Linked DNA regions of Mus musculus: region 1 is linked to region 2. A link is a contact called in public HiChIP or PLAC-seq data. All regions are on one chromosome and are shown on one strand. Each heading gives the region's core, a stretch centred on a gene start, on an enhancer-like site or on the middle of the called end of the contact. The rest is flanking DNA. Distances are from core to core; before and after follow the strand shown.

Region 1 (6,902 bases), core at 3,291-5,790, 110 kb before region 2:
CATTTCTAGCAAGGCCTCTGTGCCCAAGCTACTGCCCTTGGGCTGGACCCTTCTCTATGCTGATTCGCCTGCAAACTGCAGCAGAGTGGCTAGGCACACGGCATCTGGGCATCGTGGTGACTGCCTGCTGTGGTGGCTGAGTGGTATGGTGGTTGGGCGCCATAGTAGCTGGGCAGTGTGATAGGCTGGGGAGTGTAGTGGTTAGATGCTGTGGTGGCTGGGCACTGTGATCCCACTCAGTGACTTACCAACAGCGTTATGGGAGTGGAAGGCAGGATGAGGATCAGGGAGCAGTAGCTTTTCTTCCTTCCTGGTGCAGGACAGATGCTCTTCAGCTAGAGCTCCTGAGATACCATCAGACCTTGCACTTCTCATCCACCATCTTTTCTACGAAGCCAGCCTGCAGAAAGCTGGCTCCTGGGCCTCCCCACAGGCAGGGTGTGAAGACACCACTCTGCTTTCTGAGAACTTTTTAAAAAATTATTTATTGGATATTTTCTTTATTTTCATTTCAAATGTTTCCCCTTTCCAGGTCTCCACTTCAGAAACCCCCTACCCCATCCCTTCTCCCCCTGCCTCAATGAGGGTGTGCCCCCACCCACTCCCATCCTCCTGCCCTGACATTCCCCTACACCGGGGCATCGAACACCTTCAGGCCCAAGAGCCTCTCCTCCCACTGATGTCCAACAAGGCCATCCTCTGCCACATATGCGTCCCGCCATGTGTATTATTTGGTTAGTGGTCCATTCCCCTGGAGCTCCGGGGTGTGTGTGTGTGTGGGGGGGGGTCTGGCCTGTTGACACTGTTGCTCGCTCCATGGGGCTGCAAACTCAGTTCCTTTCAGTCCCTTCTCCCCCCCCCCCACCCCCTGCTCAGTCCAATGGTTGGCTGTGAGCATCTGCCTCTGTATTTGTCTGTATTTGTCAGGCTCTGGCAGAGCCTCTCAGGAGACAGCCACATCAGGCTTCCATTTCTGGGAACTTTTAAAGACATTCGTCTCATTAAGAACAGCCACTAAAGACCAGGAGGTGACAGCTCCTGCATGCAGATGAAGGAGATGGGTGGTGGCTGTTAAATGATTCACCTCACAGAGGTAGAGATGGGGTGGGTAAGTTGCAAGGTCTGGGTAACATTGGCTCAGCAGAGTTTCCACCACATTCTTCTATACCTTAACCTGGCGATACTCAGAAATGGAACTTTTGGGGGTGATTAGGTTCAGATGAGGTCATGGGGGCCCTCATGAGGAGATTAGGGTTTCTGAAAAAGATACACCTGAGGACCTTCTTTCTCTTTCTGTCCCCACCACTTGTGGATGAAGATCATGAATGGAGTCAGGTCAGGAACAGAACCTATCAGCCGTGTGGCCTTGTGTAGCCAGCCACACTATGAGGGACAGGTGTCCTTTGAGGTGCCATCTGTGGCCCTTGGTGACTGCAGCCCTAGGGGTCTGTGTCCCACTGACTGAGGTTATTTAATGCTAGACTTCCATGCAGTTATGGGCAGGTCAGGCTGGGACATCAACAGTAGATAGGCAGGCACATCAGAGGAGTTAGATTGGTTACAAGGCAACTTCGAGAACCTACGGCTGCCTCGATACCAGCTCTGTAGAAGGGGCCTCTGTCTGACACCCTGTCCTGACAGTTTTCCCAGCCTCAGCTCTGTGGCCCCCAGAGACTGTGATTAGCTGGCAGGAGTGTGCAGGTCCTACTTCCTCTGTTCTGCCTTAGACAGTGTCCTGCCTGCCCAGACCTGGACTATAGCCTCCGGCATCTGTGCTCTAGGCGTCAGGATCACAGCCACCCCGAGAAAGAGAAGCCTCTTTGGAATTCTGTGACGCTGTAGCTTCAGTTTCGAGCTGCACATTCGGAAGGTGCTGTGAGGTTCAACAAAGGCTCCCCATCTTGCTATCCCTCTGTTTCCAGTCCTAGGCAGGCCACTGCTCTCTGCTTTCCACTCCTACGGGTGGGCATCTCACATGTTTCCTTCTTTGTCCTCCTGGGCTGTAGCTGAGGAGAAACCCTGAGACAGGAAATGGACACAGGATGCTTTCTCCAGCTTGGGGCAGGCCTTCTACAGGAACAGTGGGCTTCTGTCAGCCACTTTACTCCTGTGGGGGAGGTGAGGGTCAGAGGACCCCATACTGGGACATGGGCAGAGCTCCTAAGAGGCTCCCCTGAAGACCACCCTGCCCATGGACCTTGATGGAGTGGGATCTGTCCTCAGAAAAATGGACTGAAACTCCAGCCCCAGGACTCACAAATGTGACCCACAGAGGGGAGCAGGGATCTCCAGCGTGGGGCCTTTACAGGGCCCCTCCCCTCCCCTCCCCTCCCCTCCCCTCCCCTCCCCTCCCCTGCCCTCCCCTCCCCTGCCCTCCCTTCCCCTCCTCCTTCTTCTTCTTCCTCCTCTTCTTCCTCCTCCTCTTCTTCTTCCTCCTCCTCCTCCTTCTCTTTCTCCTCCTCCTTCTTCTCCTTTCTTTTGGAATGGGAGACTGAGACAGGGTTTCTCTGTGTAGCCCTGGCTGTCCTGGAACTCACTCTAGAGGCTGGCCTCAAACTCACAGAGATCCACTTGCCTCTGCCTCCCAAGTTTTGGGATTAAATGTGTGCACCACCAAGCCCAGCCAACTTCTTTTTTAATGGCAGGAACTTCTGTTTTCCAGGACTCATTTGTCACCACAAAAATTACCCTCTGCATGTAACATTCACCAGGTGACAGAGGTGTAGCTAAAAGCTACATATTCACAGGTGGGGATGGCTGTCCTGTGCTGTCCTTGCGGTCAAAACTAAGAAGGAGGTTTTTTTGTTTGCTTGTTTGTTTTCTGGTCTTCTGATGTTGTTTGGTGACCGATGTGTCTTCCTCGTAACCCTGCTTCTTCATGGCATAGCAGGGAAGCCACTGCTCAAGACTGTAGCCCATCTTCCTCATTCTGAGGACGGCATCACCAGGTTCCTGATGGTAAATGCTCAGGGAGACCTAAGATGACGCCACCGCTGCAGGAGAGGGTCTCAGCAGCCTGGCTGTGGCCTGCTAGGACCACTGTTGTGAACCCCCGCAAAGCTGTTCCCGAGGGGCCAGCCGCCTCTCAGCAGCAGCCCCTCTCCACAGTTAAGTCAATTTGTCTCCACTGAGTAGAGAGAATCGCAAAGCAAACAGATTACGCTCACACCATTGAACTGCTGGCACTTGGCCTCTGAGGCTGGAGGGACTCTGCCCTCCAACCTACTGAGCAGACAGCTTGCACAGAACAGACTGGGGGGGTGGGGGTGGGGGGGATGCTCCCTGGATGTGAAGGCTCCTAAACCCATTCTCCTTTCTTGTACACTACAGAGTGAGCCCTTTGCCCCTCAGGTGCCCCCTGGGAAGCAGTACTTAGGTGAGGTTACTTGAGGGCCTGGCATACCTTAGGTGCCTCAAATCTGATAAGTGCTGTGATGGCTTCTAGTTTATGAGACCCCAGAAGCATCCTTGGCTATGGCAGGTGGATTCTGATGTCACCCACTGGCAGAAAGGGGCATCCTGGGGCCAAAGTGGGACAACTTCACCGCCTTGTTTCTTTATCACTTACCCCATGTTTATCCTTAAAGGGGTCTAGGAACTCATTAGCTTTTAGGGGTGCCTGAGCCTGCATTTCCAGTGGCTTGAGCTAGCTCACAGGGACAATACGGCAAAGCCAGATAGAATGAATAGTTATCTGAACAGAAAGACACGATAAAAGTCAGGGTCAGGAAAACACGCAAGCACACCAGTCAGAGCCCCACATAGGCTTGAGAGAGGACTGGGCCTCACACAGAGGGATGGTGATGTAGCCCAGTTGCTGCATGCAGGAAGTGGGCCTTCATCACCAAGAGGAAGATGATGCCCCCATTTTGGGCAGGGAAGAGGTGGAGGGGGCTAGTAGTGCCTCACCACTGTTTTTGGCAAATATTTAGTGTGTGTCTACTATTTGCCCTGTGTTTGCCTCAGAATGTGTGCTGGGACCTGGGTGGCGGCTGAGGACGGGCTGGGAATGTGGTCCTAGGCTATGGATAGGAGATGTGGCTCATGGATGGGTGGGTGTAGCTGGCGACAGAGCTTTGTGTCCACGTGTTGCTTATTCTCATGTTCTATCCTAAGCCTGACACCGCTCCTTCCAGCTGGGGCTCCATAGGCTTGCCTACGGAGGAGAAGTACGAGTGTATTGTACTTGCTGATCCAAGGAGATAGTGTGGACAGAGAAAAGGGAGGCCTGAGCCCGAAGCCCAGCCTCTGTGCATACAAAGCCTGCGGTTGTAGATGCTCCAACCAGGCCAGGGTCTCAGGGTCAAGCCCATGCTGCAGAATTAATGTGCAAGATAAACAGAGCCCGGAGGGCTACGTCCCAGTCTCTGGCAGGTCAGAGGTCTGCTCTTGAGGTGTGAGAAAAGGTTCAGAGGGATAAGGTCTGCAGCCCAGACTGGCCCACAGAGGGCTGGCTGAGCCTCTCCCAGCAGGTCCCTGGCTGTGTGGGGGCAGGGAACAGGGGGCAGAGAATCAACTAGACTCATTACTCAGGAAAGGCCACGAAAGCAGCTGCCACTCTCGGCTGCCTGAATCCATCAACATCAGCAAACCCCTCCCCTTGGCCCGAGCTGCCCTGGCCCAGCATCTCCAGCCTCCAACCTGCTGTGGCCTCAGGGAGGGGATGGGGTGAGTGCAAGGGGTTGAGTAGCAGGCCAGGAGGACTAGGATCCCCTGGGCTACACTTCTGAACAGGTGCCCTCCCCAGGGTGTTTTGGCATGAGCTGTTAAGATTTGATGGGCTTCAGTTCTTACTACAGTGTAGTCACACATCAGGACACGTGCTGGCCCCAGGTTGGGTCTATGTCCAAGGACATGGCCAAGCCTTGGGGTTCTGTTTCTCATCCAGGAAGCCAGTGGAGAAGGGCAGCAGCATAGGTGTGCTAAAGCCATGGGAAGGTCTGACTTTGCTACATGGCCTGGGCTACAGCTGGAGCCTCAGTCGTAGAAGCATGGGGCACTGGTGCCATCTTCCTGGACCAGCTTTGTTCTGTGTCTGCTGCTTTGCTCAAGCTACTCCTAGGAAACAGTGGGAAAGAGGCAGGGGCATGCCAATGCGGATGGCATTGGGTGTGCAATGCCAGCCTTCCCTGGTCTGCAGGGAGTCTAGGGCAGGAGGTGAGGAAGGAGGACAAGGAAGTGTGTTCCTGTGACACATGGCTCCTTGCCCATCTTGTCAATGTCTGGTGTACATTGTCACTTGAGAGGTACTGAGAAGGAAGAAAGCATCTCCTGGTCCAGGAAACCCAAGAAACTGCACCTCTTGTGTCTTCCCAGGCTGCTCACCAGCCTCACAGATGCAGTAGGCACAGGAGAATCACATTCTGTATTCTTCACTGCCCAGCCCCTTCTGCTCCTCCACATAGCAGAGGCTGAAGCAGAGGCAGAGATGAGTCTATCCATATCAGCTTACCCTGGCCAGGGGCTGGACTCTGTCCTGCAGGGCCCCATGCACTGGTGTCTTCCCGCTTCTCCGGCGGACTCCTCAGTAAAGGAGGGGTATGAGGATCCAGGGGCAGGGCCAGGGTGAGATCATGGGGCCCAGGAGATGGGCCAGGCTCTGCCTGTATATGGTAGTCATGGAGTCTGGCCTGGCGAGGCTGGTGAGGGCAAGAGGCATGCTTCACAGCTGGCTATCCACTCTAAGGGCCATGCTCAGAATCCTGGCCTGGGGTCTCTGCCCTGCTGGAGCCTGCCCTCATGCCTACCCGGAAACATCAAAGCATCTGCCTGTGGGGCTGAGCAAATACCTCCTGCCCACTGACCAGAACGGCCCTCTGCTTCTGACCCCTCTCATAGAGACCAAATGCGAAGCAGATTCTGCTCTCGCAGATCAGGGACTCCAAGCTAAGAAGCTGGGGGAAAGAGGCTGCTCCCAGGAGACAGGGCCAGAGAAGTGCCTGGTTCTTTTCCTGCAAGGGCATCTGGGGGTGAGGGTGGGGGTGGGGGTGGGACTGTCCAGACAGAGCCTGGGGGTGAGGAGGAGCAGGGCTCTCCCACTTCTGCAGTCAGCCTCCTTCTGTCTCCCTCTTGGACAGCATAGTGAGGTGTGAGCCCCTGTAAAGCATGGGACATAGCTGGCAATGATAGTTGCGTCTTCTCCCTTCTTCATACATGGCCTCTGGGGCACTATGGAGAGGGCGGGTGCTGAGTAATGCAGTCACAAGCCATCAGAAATCAGCAGCCTTGGTAGAGAAGAAGGCCGGAGTAGATGCCTCCAGAGTCTACATCAGGAGCTAGCTCCTCGTTATCAGCTCTGTGACAGTCATTTCAGATCTCTGGTCAGAACTACAGAAACTGCATCTGTGTCGTTTGAGCCTATGTGTGGCAGCAGCCATGGGAACTTGTCGGAGAAGTCATGTCATCTCCTGTCTTTGCTCATTTGTTTCCTTCCTAAATCAGTAATTTAACAAACTTCTATACATTCTTCACAGCCCAGTGGGCCAACACTTCTAGCCAGATTCCATGAGTTTTCTATGCAGACTGATTGATGTTCACGCCTCCAGTGTAGACATAGCGTTTGGAAGCAGCAGCTTGTCTTACTCACACTTGCACACAGGCCCTCTTTAACCTAGTGCGGATCCTCACCTCTCGCTCCCGTCAGGCCTTCTGCTGAGTAAGTACGCAACCAACTCTAGCCAAAGTGATCGATGGACTGAAGACACGAGGTTCACCCAGGAGTCTCCCTGCTCTCTTATAATAAACATTTACGAGGAGAGATTTATGGGCGTGGGAAAGATTTATTGGAAGGCGGTATTAGCAGGACCCACGTCTGCTGGGTAGACTATGTCTTGGGAAAGCAGCCTGAGCCCCTCGGGGAGGGTTGAGGGGGGACAAGCTGGAACCTGCAGACCAGGCAGAGG
Region 2 (6,709 bases), core at 1,718-4,217:
TGAGACTGCCCCTGGCTCAGCTCTACCTCAGCCCCCAACCCACCGCCAACTCACAAAAGGCTGGCAGAGGACCGGGACAAAAGAAAGGATGTCCTTCAAAGTTATGTACACACAGAGACTGACATACAACCTAACCGCCAGGGGCTGAGACCTCCCCATCACACACGTGGAGCAGACATCAAGGAAACAACTCTTAGGAGAAACAAATGCACATTCCCCAGAGAAATCCCACCGGGTGACATTGGCACAACCCCGACCCAGATCCCCTCAGAGGCAGGCCCTCTGCAGCAGCAAAATATGCTCCAAGAGACCAAGGAGTAAGGCTGTTCTACCAATCACTGCATTCCTACCCTGCCCCAACCATCTCCTACGCTTGGGGTCTTGCCCACAGAGGACCTTTGGGCTCATGCTCCAAGTCCCAGATTCAGGGCGTACAAGGGATGTCACCAGGTTAAATAAGTTCCCGTGGGCTCCCACTTCTCCTCTAGACATCTGGGTCCATGAAACCAATTCAGGCTGGTCTGTCCTTCTGCCTGACCGATGGATCAGAGGTCAAGGTGGGTTTTGGCCCAGGTTATGCCTCAGTACAGTGGACTTGTGCTTACAGCTAAACTCCGCCTGGTTTCCTTGAAAGCATCCCCCTCAGTGCCCATGCAATGTCGCCTAGCAGGATGGTGTGTATGCAGCCAGACCATAGGGGAGGTCCTACAAAGACACCCAAAGCCCCTACACTCGGAGGTCTGTCCATGTGTTGCCATAAAGTGCTAATCTGACTCACCTGCTCGCTTGACTCAACAGGAACAGAGAACTCTAACCCGCATGGCACGAAATAAGGCAAAAGGCCGGGGTGGGGTGGGGGTGGGGGTGGTGGTGACTATTGGACTACAGGTGAGGATGGCCCAACTAAAAGGGAGAATAAAATGCGCCCTGCAAGAGCCTCCTCACTGGATACTACTGACCCCTGTTTAAGCTTATGTAAAGAAGGCAGGCATTCCAAACCTGGGCTGGGAGACTTGTCCTACTCCATACCAGGAGTGGGGTGAGTACCTAATAGAAAAGAACGGGCCCCAGGCCACCTCCTACCCCAAAGCTTATACACAGAGCCTGGGTGGGCACCCTTTAGTTATATATAAGTCTGTGTGTTTAGGGACCCGGCTGGCTCAAGGGGCTGGGGTGAGGAAGGTTGAAATACCCTTCTAGTCTCAAGGGTTGCTCTCTAATGAGCAGGTCCTAAGAGAGGTTGAGGTCTGGACCCTCTGGAGACAGGCAGTCAGAGTCAGGATGTCCAGGCCAGAGGGGTAAGTGGGTTCTGGGACTGAGAAGCCCCCACCCCCATTCTCTGAGCCCTCTGCAGGAAACAAAGGCCAAAGAGGGGGAGGGGCAAGAAAAGAAGAGAGGGGTGGGATGGACCCTTCAGAGTGGGCTCCTACCAGCCTCAGCCTTTGGGCCTGAGAAGACCCAACGCAGGCTCAGGCCCAGCCCATGGTCTTACTGCGCAGCAGGGAGGGCAAAGGATACTTTGGGGTTGCAATTGCTATAGAAGAAGGCCTCCCATCCAGCCTCCATAGCTGTGGTCTCTCAGCTCTGCCCCTTTTATTTTAGTGCTTGACCCCCGCGGCCTCCCCTCCTCTGCCACCTTTCCTCTTCCTTCACTTCCCTTTCACCTTCGATGTTTCTCCAAACACACTCTTTCCCCTTCTCATCTTTCCGAGGCCTATTTCACTCTCCTCTCCGAATTTTGTGTTCTTGGGCCTGATCCTAGCCTTAGCAGCTTCCTACATGCAGTGCCATCCCCAGTCTCCAACAATTGCCCATCCAAGGGGATCTCATACCACCCAGGCCCCAGTACACAGGAAGACTAGGAGCTCACTAAGCCCGAAGTCACCAAAAGAATGCATAGGGAGGGAGCAGAGCCCTGACCATTGCCCACCCCTTCCCCGCAACCTCACTCACTGTCAGGACTTAGACCACCTCCGTAGCCGCCGTGCACCCGTGGGTACCACCGCGTTGTACCTCCGCAGCCGAGCGCGAAGGGCGGGCCGGGCCCAGGAGGCGGCCGGGGCCCTAGGCCCAGTGCCCGGGCCCTCGCCTCCCCGCCCGGCCCGCTGCCCGCGCGCTGCTGTCGCCGCCGCTGTAGTCGTCGTCGCGCCTGCTCCGGATCCTCGTCCTCGGGGTCGTCGTCGTCCTCTTCCTCTTCCTCGCGGACGCCATCGCCCTGGGTTGAGCGCCCCGCGCCCTTGGCCTCGGCTGCTAGCAGGTTCTCGATGAGGAAGGAGGAGGCGCGAGCTGGTGTGGCGCGCCCGGGCTCGGTCAGCTCATCCGGCATCGCGGCCGCGGGCCCGTCGGGCAAGGCTGGGATCCTGGGGGTCCCTGGTTGCCTGGGGCGCAGCTGCTCTTCCCGGCCCCGTTTGGATAGTGGCGAACGGCCGCCTGGCGCACGCGCGGCCTGGCCCTGGAGAGCCGCTGCCCGGAGTGAGGGCGTCGGGCTCCACGAGGCGGGCGTCGGCTTCTGTGCCGGGCTGGGCTGGGCGGGAGCGGGTGCGCGCGGACGGCCGTTCCCGCAGCAGCCTCCCTCGCGTTTCTCCGAGCGGTTCAGGTCGCCGCCCCGGCTGGCCTCACGGGAGGGGGAGGGGGCGGTGCCGGGGGCGGGGCGGCGCGAGTTTCGTAGGCTCAGCCCCAACGACCCGCTGCAGCCCGGAGAGAAGCCATTGCCGGAGATGCTGCCCGGCCGGACTCTGCGCGCAGGTGGTGGCAGGGCCCAGGGCAGGAGACCCGGTGGTCCTGGGGGTACGACCCCGCGAGATGCGTTCCGGCGCCCCCCACCCCGGTACCCGCGCCAGGGAGTGGGAGAAGGCGGGGCCTCGGCTGGGAGGTCGACCATTGGCTACAGGGTCGCTGTGAAGCCCAGACTGGCCAATCGCATCCGAGGAGAGCCTTGCTCACCCTCCGGGAGCGTGTCGGAACCCGCAGAACGCTCGGTTTGTGCGTGAGTCCCTGTGACTGTGTATTTGCGCGCGGGTAAGGACTATTGCCGACTGGGCCGCAGTCTTTTTCTTTTTTTTTAAGACCTCGCGTGTAATTTAAAACGGGGATTCTGCCAAAACAAGTTTGCAGAGACGCAGCATGTTTTAACTCTTACGCGTAACGAAATATGCTCTTGGTGCCATCGCGCTGCGATGGAATGCTCTCATATCCCGGGCTCAGTTTCGGTGTGTAAAGAGAGTCAAGCCCGAAGGTGCCCCATGGTGTCACGCTGGGTAGGAACAGATTACATTTGCTCTGGCACCTCCATTGCCCGGCCTTCTCACTCTCTTTCAGGCTGGTAAGAGCTTCGTGCCTAGCCACTGTGCGGGACTGCAGGTCTTGAGGAACAATTCCTCTTTCTGCCTCTCTTGCCCTGCACAAAGTGAATTTTCTTCCCCCGCTTCAGGAGCAAGGCCGCAGAGGGTAACCCAGACTTCGCTGAGACCAACGGAGCTGTGATCCACTTCCAACAGGAATAGGGGGACAGCCTAGTCACTGAGCGGAACGCTTCACTGGATGCGGGTTATCACGGAAGGCCCATCTAGCTGCTCAGTGCGGGTCACAGACAGTGCGTAAAGAAGTGTGTCCCACTGTCCAGGAGAAGGCAACTGCAGGCCCGGAGCCCACTTTGTTTAATCTCCCCAACAAGAGAAATAGAGGGAAATAGAGTCACCCTATACTTCAAAGGGAAAAACTAATGTGAAAAGAGAGCGCTTCCCCTCCCTCCCACTATAAGTGGCTCTTGAGGATATAGAAGGATGGATGAGCCGCCAGGCTAAGGAACCTTTGGGGTCTGCACCCTGGCTAGAAACCTGGATGGGAAGTGGGTTTTGTGCACGATAGGACTTGATTTTGGAGCCATATTGGGCAAGGCAAGAGGAATCGCTGGCAAGCAGCCACATTTCATAGGTGAGGGCTCTGAGTCAAAGTTGGGTGTCTCCAACTTTGACTCAGAGTGTCCCAAGTGCTGTTACTTCCTGGGTGTCCCAGCTCAGACATACTCAGGGACCTGGGTAGAGGTGGGGGCGGGGAGGGAGAAATTAGCAATGATATTTGTTTGTAGGAATCAGGCACAACCCCTGGGCCGGCCAATTCAGGTTGGTTTTGTTGTTGGTGGTGGTTTGTTTTTGTTTTGATATGGTTTTTCGTTTTTCCGAGTTAGGGTATCTATGTTAGCCCAGAGATCCTTTTGCCCCTGCCTCCTGAGTGCTGGGATTAAAGGCATGAGGCATCACTGCAGGGCTCGGGGTTGTTTTTTGAAGTGATGAAGAAACAGACCAGAAAGGAGCCCTACTAAAAATGGTGATGGAGAGAACCGTCCAACTTCTGCAAGTTCCAGGCTCCCCTTGTGAACAGTACCTTCCTGCTTGTAAAATGGAGCCTGTTGGGTGGGTGCTGTGGCTTCCATTTTATTTCTCTGCTCTCTGGATGGGGGAGCCAGGCTGGGCTTCTTAGGCACCAGGGTTGTAATTCCCTCTGCCCTAGGGCCCTGGCCCTTGGTCCTGGCCCCTTGTGGTTACACCGGTTACACCTTACACCGTGGATAAGTGCTGCTCCCATACTCCATTGGGCAGAGAGAGACCTGCCTGGTCTTACCCAGCACTCCCTCTGGAGCCGTGCATCAGAGTGGCGCCTCAGTACTAGACCAGCAAGGGATGGTGGTCAGAAATGGGGAAAGGGCATCCACATCTCCTGGTACTGGCTTGGGAGCACTAGAAAGAGGGTGACAGCCACACTACTTGGCCTCTGGATCCTACGGACTACAAGTGGTGGTACCACTCAGGAGCAGGGTGTGTATGTGTCAGGAACTCCCAAGTTAGCCCTGTGGGTGCTCACCCAGGTCCTGGGGGCCCCAAGCTCAGCCTACACGGAGGAGAGCAGAGAGGTACTGCTTGAATCCTTCCTTGCTGCCAGAGTTTTAGCACTGATGCTGCCCAGCGTATAGGCTGGTTTGTCCCAATTCAAGGCCAATTTGGCTGAGGAAGTAAGGCTGCCAAGCACTAACCCAAGCAGCAACTTCTGGTGCTGCCTTGCCAGAGCCCTCTATATTCCTCCACAGAGTTCTGGGGCTGGAGGACTGTCCCCTTCCAAGCCATGCCCATCCATGTTCACACACAGTAGCTGTGCAGGCTGTGGCATCTCTCCCCACTTTATCCTGCTGCCTTGTTTCTGTCTCACCTATCCTGTGTACTGAGATCTGTCAGGAAACCTGCCAGGCCTTAGCAGAGTCTGCCTGGTCCAGAGGCTGTACTTCACAAATGTCCCCTAAATCTGCGCGATTGGATCTAGGGCGGCAAGAGGATCCGAGTGGCCAGCTGCAGGACCACTTCAGACCTTTTCACCAACAAGCCTTTCATTTGGAAAAACTTGACAAAATGCCTATTTTACATGTTTTTTTTAAATTACTATATTTTGCCTCCTTCATCCCTCGCCTGACCCTGTTTCTTCTCACACCACCCCCTATATGACCCAAGTGTCTGCCTACTCTTGGGTTTTGATTGACAAAACACTCCATGTGCACTTCCCCAACTTATTTTCAAAGGCAATTACTGCTACGGGTGTGAGGGGATTGGACCCAGGATCCCCTCAGATGTCAAAACCTGCAGGTGTCCAGTTAGCTCAGGCTAGCCTTGTGTTCTAGACAGTGCTCCCATCCCCACCTTCTCAGTGCCTGCACTTGAAGCTTTCACTACCACATCCAGTTGCTGCTTAAAGAAAAAACATAGTAGCATTTGACTGCGTGCTTCAAATGACTCTAGACTGCTGATAGACCTACTAAGATGTGGCTGCTGTGAGGTGGCTGTTTTGCAGCATTTAGGGAGTCATGGCCAACGGATCTGTGCCCGACATGGGATAGATGCAAGTTTTCCTTTGAACTTGCCTCTTTCTGATGATAAGAATAAAATCCATTTAAAAATAGCTTTGGCTGTTGGTTGGTTGAATCTGAGGATGGGGCATCTGTATGTAAAGAGAGCCGACTATCACATGTCCTCATACCCAGGCTGGTAAACGCAAACACTGTGGTGTTTCACTTTGTTTGCCTGGCACACCTCTACCACCAACCCACAAACACAGCCTCTTTTTTTTTATATCTTTATGAGGTGGGGGGTGGTACTAGAGTACTAGGGTGCTAGGGAGTAACAAGCTATACCTAAGGAGCTGTATCTTGTCCTGCTATGTCATCTGTATCCACTATGTACTAACTTGACATTCCCATACCCAAAGTTCTGTTACTGTGACCACGTGGCATGTTTCCCAAGCCCTGAGCTAAATAGCAGACAGTTCTCCAGAGCACTCAGGACTCCATGGCTCACGAGTGGTGTGTCTTCAATTCATGAGGTGTGGGTGTGAGAGGGACAGGCAGCCCGCATCCAGGCAGGCTCATTTTCTCTCAATGGAGGGATCCCTGCAGAGGACCTCAGGATGTCAGGCAGAATCTTGCCTGGGAACCACATCCATTGCTCTGCGGGAGGGGGAACAGGGACAGGTTCCAAGAGAATTCAGTGGGAGGGAATCCACCCTACCCTTCTGCAGAGGCAGCTGGAGAGAGGCCCTTTTGATGCACAGTAAGGAAAAGACCCCTCCCTTCCCTGCAGTGGTTGTGCTTCCTGGGGGACTTGGGGTGCCTCCCATTCTCCAGTTATAGATTCAGGGACAAGCAGGCAACGCTAGCACTTCCAAGTCA

Evidence for each region. HiChIP or PLAC-seq counts read pairs in DNA pulled down with a chosen protein or histone mark.
Region 1: an H3K4me3 HiChIP or PLAC-seq map of embryonic hindbrain shows a contact between it and region 2, with 4 times the contacts expected there. The contact joins the enhancer-like site here to the promoter of E130018O15Rik in region 2. A contact is called at or near these places in 10 of 39 promoter capture datasets (the C10 cell line, the HPC-7 cell line, cranial neural crest and 6 more), 1 of 15 datasets of contacts at CTCF or cohesin (large pre-B cells), 55 of 484 Hi-C or Micro-C datasets (the AML12 cell line, B cells, the C10 cell line and 37 more), 10 of 115 datasets of contacts at active chromatin or transcription factors (craniofacial prominence, embryonic basal ganglia, embryonic forebrain and 7 more) and 4 of 9 other capture datasets (adipose tissue, embryonic stem cells, liver and 1 more).

What each region holds. Positions count from the first base shown.
Region 1 is chr5:35,493,824-35,500,725 of GRCm38.p6, reverse strand. No RefSeq gene overlaps it. Among named protein-coding and RNA genes, the nearest start is that of Cpz, 28 kb to the left of the region's middle. Within about 2 kb of position 4,540, at least 7 of the 459 cell types and tissues checked have an H3K27ac peak or open chromatin away from gene starts, as enhancers often do.
Region 2 is chr5:35,384,734-35,391,442 of GRCm38.p6, reverse strand. E130018O15Rik (RIKEN cDNA E130018O15 gene) reads left to right here and starts at 2,967. Exons shown (of 2, transcript NR_152157.1): 1 at 2,967-3,018. Hmx1 (H6 homeobox 1) reads right to left here and starts at 2,582. Exons shown (of 2, transcript NM_010445.4): 1 at 1,954-2,582. The coding sequence starts at 2,326.